2 separate regions of the Ovis aries genome follow, and region 1 is linked to region 2. The links are chromatin contacts, called in public Hi-C maps. All regions are on one chromosome and are shown on one strand. The core of a region is the stretch at or near the end of the contact, and the rest is flanking DNA. Distances in the headings are between cores, read along the strand shown.

Evidence for each region. A called contact is a pair of places that touch in the nucleus more often than the background predicts.
Region 1: a contact with region 2 is called in a Hi-C map of hypothalamus, with 5 times the contacts expected there. The contact joins the promoter of HNRNPH1 here to the promoter of SQSTM1 in region 2. A contact is called at or near these places in 2 of 16 Hi-C or Micro-C datasets (hypothalamus and skin fibroblasts).

The regions. Positions count from the first base shown.
Region 1 is chr5:1,462,002-1,464,701 of ARS-UI_Ramb_v3.0, forward strand. It overlaps HNRNPH1 (heterogeneous nuclear ribonucleoprotein H1), which reads left to right and starts at 1,388. Exons shown (of 13, transcript XM_060415347.1): 1 at 1,388-2,700. It also overlaps the pseudogene LOC114114979.
Region 2 is chr5:1,204,948-1,207,647 of ARS-UI_Ramb_v3.0, forward strand. SQSTM1 (sequestosome 1) reads right to left here and starts at 1,254. Exons shown (of 8, transcript NM_001163043.1): 1 at 1,050-1,254. The coding sequence starts at 1,254.

The DNA of each region.
Region 1 (2,700 bases), core at 138-2,637, 260 kb after region 2:
AATATTGTAAATGTCTTTCCAAAAACATACTTCTAGTCACCATTTTTAATAACTGCAAAGTATTCTACTACATACCTCAGTTTTTCTGAACTTTTTTTTCTCCCCGACGTGAAATATTTATAGCATAGGTACACCGTACCTCTTGTTTACGTACTGTGGCCAAAAACCATTGTAATAGCTTAGTTGTATTCTCTCCTCCTCACACTCAGGAATCAATTTTGCCCCTGATGATGATTTATGATAAGGTTGTACCATAATTTATTCAATACACCATTTGACATTTAGGTTGCTTCTAAAATTTACCTGTTTCATGCTGTGATGAACATTCTCATAAATTTTAAACTGTGCAAAAGTGGAAATGGAATGTTTGGGTCAAACGGGATGTATATATTTTTTCAAACTTTTAAACTTTTTATTTTGTATTAGGATATAGCTGATTAACAATGTGTGGTAGTTTCAGGTGAACAGTGGAGGGATTTAGCCATATGTGTATCCATTCTCCCCCAAAACCCTCTCCCAAAGATGTGTATTTTTTAAAGACTTTGAATATATATTGCCAGTAGCCCTCCTGTGTACCAGTCCAATGTGCATGGAATCCCACATCTTGGTGACTTCAGCCAAAATGCTCTCTATTCTCCTCTAGCTCCATTTGCAATTGAGGGCAAGCAGCATCACCATGCTTGTCCCATCTGAGTCCTCTTCACACCCAACAATAATTTTCCTTTTCAAACAAGTCCTGTGGTACCCGGATGAAGACCTGCCAAGGCCTGCCGCATTTGGAGTTATCACCATTGTCAAGGCCTAAATGGCCTTTCAGGATTGGGCCTGGCCTACCGCTGTGAACTTATCTTGGATTATCCTCTTCTTCTATTCCATTTCCTCTTCAGTTTTCTCAAACCCATTAAAACTGGAAAACAGAGTGTGTTACTTGACTCTTAGCTTGTCGGGGATGGTAGCCAAGACCGGCGTCTACTTCTGTTGCCTGCGCCTGCTGAGCCATAGCCCCCACGTGTGAGTGCGTCTCCATCTGAGTTGGCCAGGCTTATGTCCAGATCCGCAATGCCTGCTGGGAGCTCTACTGCCTGGAACACGGCATCCAGCCCGATGGCCAGATGCCAAGTGACAAGACTGTTGGGGGAGAGGACTCCTTCAACACCTTCTTCAGTGAGACAGGTGCTGGCAAGCACATGCCCAGAGCAGTGTTTGTAGACTTGGAACCGAGTCATTGATGAGGTGTGCACTGGCACCTACCGCCAGCTCTTCCACCCTGAGCAGCTCATCACAGGCAAAGAAGATGCTGCCAATAGCTATGCCCGAGGTTACTACAACACTGGCAAGGAAATCACTGACCTCGTCTTGGACCGAATTTGGAAACTGGCTGACCAGTGCACAGGTCTTCAGGGCTTCTTGGTTTTCCACAGCTTTCGTGGAGGAACTGCTTTTGGGTTCACCTCCCTGCTGATGGGACGTCTCTCTGTCAATTATGGCAAGAAGTCCAAGCTGGAGTTCTCCATTTACCCAGCCCCCCAGGTTTCCACAGCTGCAAGTGAGCCCTACAACTCCATCCTTACCACCCACACCATCCTGGAGCACTTGGATTGTGCCTTCACGGGAGACAATGAGGCCATCCATGACATCTGTTGTAGAAATCTTGATACTGAGTGCCCAACCTACATGAATCTTAATCTCCTTCTTGGCCAGATAGTGTCCTCCATCACTGCTTCCCTGAGGTTTGATGGTGCCCTGAATGTGGATCAGACAGAATTTCAGACCAACCTGGTGCCCTATCTCCGCATCCACTTCCCTCTGGCCACATCTGTCATCACTGCTGAGAAAGCCTACCCTGAACAGCTTTCTGTAGCAGAGATCACCAATGCTTGCTTTGAGCTAGCCAACCAGATGGGGGAATGCAACCCTCACCATGGTGAATACATGGCTTGCTCCTCCTGTTGTACTGTGGTGATGTTGTTCCCAAAGACGTTAATGCTGCCACTGCCACTAAGCATAGCATCCAGTTTGTGGATTGGTGCTCCACTGGCTTCAAGGTTGGCATTAATTATCAGCCTCCTACCGTGGTACCTGGTGGAGACCTGGCCAAAATAAAGTGAGCTGTGTGCATGCCGAGCAACACTACAGCCATCACTGAGGCCTGGGCTTGCCTGGACCACAAGTTTGACCTGATGCATGCCAAGCATGTCTTGGTTCACTGGTACGTGGGTGAGGGCATGGAGGAAGGAGAGTTTTCTGAGGCCCGTGAGGACATGGCTGCCCTCGAAAAGGATTATGAGGTTGTGTGGATTCTGTTGAAGGAGAAGCAGAGGAAGAAGGAGAGGAATACAAATTACCATTCCTTTGAGGCCTGCAGCATGTCATACTCAGAGCTTCAGCATTAGCTAGCTGACAGGCATAAAAACTTTGACTACACTGTCTTCGCTTTCAACTGTGATCATGGATTGCTTTTCCATGTGTATCTGTAAGACTTTTGTCCAGTCTCAAAATGAAGATTTTAAGGAAAAAAACAAAACAAAACACAAAACCCCCAGAACTGGATGTGGCTTCTACACCATTGCAGGGGTGAAAACATGTTTTACTTGTATCTACCCATGGTGGTACTCAAGACAGACCTGTGCTGTGTTACCCCTGGCTTGAGGACAACTGGGATCAGACAAGGGGAGGACTTGGGGGCAACAGGAATGGTCC
Region 2 (2,700 bases), core at 4-2,503:
TCTACATGAACTGCCCAGAACAAGGGAATCCATAAAGTAGGTTAGTGGTATCTGTGGCTGGAAGCATGGGATGGGAGGATCGCTAAAGGGCAGAGTTTCTTCAGAAGGTGATGGAAAGATTCCCAGATGACTGTGATAATGGCTGCAGAAATCCGTGAATATGGTAAAAACTGTACACTTTGAATGGACGAATTCTATGGGGTGGTAGCTCAATAAAATCGCTAATTTTTAAACAGGTGGAAAAAAAAGTTGGGAGCCTGGCAGCAGTCCAGAAGAAGGTCCTAGCACCGCCCCACGTACATGGGCCCGCCTCCCTCCCAGCACAACAACCTCCGCTAACCCCACACCCAGCAGCCAGCTTCTCACCCGCGCAGCTAGAAACTGAGCTGCCTCCTGGACTCTGTCCCTACACCATTACTTCTAAGAACGTTTTCTCTTGTGCCTCTCATCACTGCCAGTGGGATAACGCCTGGATTCCGCCTAGCCCTGGCTGTTCGTGAGGCTGCTCGACCTCTGCCAGCCGCCCGCCAGTCGCGGGCCAGGCCGCACCACCGAGCGCCTCGCCTCCCGGGGCGTTTAACGGCGTCACCGCTCTCCCCGCCGGCCCTTCCGCGGCCGCCCGCCCCGGCTCTTCCGGGTTCTCGCCACAGCCCCCGCCTGGCGCCGGCAGACCCGGACTGCGGCAGCCAGGAGTCGGTGTAACCCGAGAGGCGCTGGGGGAGCAGGTGAGGACGCCCGCGCCCTCGCCAAAACCTGCACTATCACCGCGGGGGGGAGGCCTCTCAGGCCGCCAGGCCTGAGCCTCGCCGGGAGGGCCTGGCGGCGCCAGACGCCCCCCTCGAGGGCTGGCTGCGGCCGCCGCTCCTCGTCAGCAGGGCGGCACCAGGACCGCGCTAGGGGCCCACGCGGGCCGCCGTCCACCCGGAGAGCCGCCAGCGAAAACCCCCGCGGGCGCCGCCCAGGCCGAGGCGAGGGGCCGTTGGCCCGCCCGGCAGGGCAGGGCTGCGTCACGGCCCCGCACCGCTGCCGAGGGCGCCGGGCCCGCTCACCGCGGTAGTGCGCCTGAAAGCCGCCGGGCCGGAGCACAGGAAAGAGCGCAGCCACACGGCTCAGCAGCCGCTCACAGGGCCGGGGGCCAGGGGCGGCCTCGGCTTCGGCCTCGGGCTCCGGGCTGAAGCAGAAGCTGAAGCGGCGGATCTCGCGGGCTGCGTCTTCCTTGCCCAGAAGGTAGGCCTTCACCGTGAGCGACGCCATCACCGCCACTGGAGGAGCTGGAGCACAGCTGGGCAACAGCGGGCGGAGGCGCGCGGCTTTTGTAGGGACGAGGGAAGCCGCGCCCCCCGCCACCGTCTTCTGGGGGCGGGGCCTCAGCGCCCGGCCGGGGCTCGCGAGCCGCCCTCCGGGAGCCCCAGGCTCACTGCCCGCTCGTCTCCGCCGGGCCCCCTCATTGCCGCCCCCTTTCATCACCGCCCCTAATGCACCAGGCACCCCAAGAGGCCGGCCCCCTACTCCGACATCAAAGATCTTTCGCCAGCCTCTTCACCTGGGGACCCCTCCCAGGTCTGGTCCTGGCTGTGACTCAGCAAAGCAGAACCCAGGAGGCCTGGAGATGCCCGGTGCAGGAGGAAGGTGGGCGACAGAAGCCCGAAGCCAGGAAGCTCCTAGGCGCTCAGCGGGCACCGCCATCTAGAACAAATTGGCTCCTGACGTGCTGTCCTGACCTTGCCACTCTTGGCAGAAGCCCCTCCCTTTGAAGCCATCAGCTTCTCAGGTGGCAGCCCACTCCACCATCCCCAGCATCCTCCATGACAGCCCTTTACTGAGTCTTGGAGGGACAGACCCTCCCAACTGAAGCGCAAGCAGCAGCTCCCAGTTTGACAGAGGGTAGGGTTGAGAGGTGCCAGGACAGCACAAAATATTCCCATCTCCACCTGACCCGGAGGGCTTGCTAAGGCTTCCTGGAGCCTCAGTAGCCACCAAGTGTTCAAGTGCTCCCTAGAAGACTCGCCATTGGTGCCTGGACACCCATTTGTCATCAGGTGGTACCCAAGGGCCTGAGGGGGTCTCAGGTCTGTTGCCTCATGAGCAGCCCAATAGGCAGATCAACAGCCTACCGCCTTCCTGTGCTGGGCATCTCCAGTTTTATGTGACAAAAGTGACCTGTTCAAACAGCCTGGGGGAAGGGGTTGGGATGCGTGTCTTAGAAGAAGGTAGTCGAGAAGGTATGTCACCCTATGAACCCTCCCAGGTATGGTTCTGTGAGTAGAAAGTCAAACCTGCTGAGTCAGATTCATGCTTTTTCATGGTGGGGTTTGTGGAAGAAGGTAAAACTTCAAGGAATAAGGGGAAACCTGGAGACCACAGGAAGGTCAGTTGGATTTGGCTAGTCAGATGCACTGGTGCGATGCTTGTGGAAGCACAACTGGGGCCTGTTCACAGGGTGGCTTGTCCTTCCCAGAGAGCTCCAGAGAAGGCAAGGCTTTGAACTGCTGTCTAGAACCCTGTAGAGAGGACAGTCTGTTCTCAGGCTTCTCCCGGCATCCCTACTTTGAGCCTGAGAAAAGACCCTCTCTGCCTACTGCCCTACAGACAGAGTTAAGGGACAAAGAGGGAGCAGTGCTGGGTGGAGGCACCCCACAGGTGCCCCTGTGTGACTCAGCAGCTTGAGAGTCACTCAGCCCTGGGCAACGCAAGAGCTGG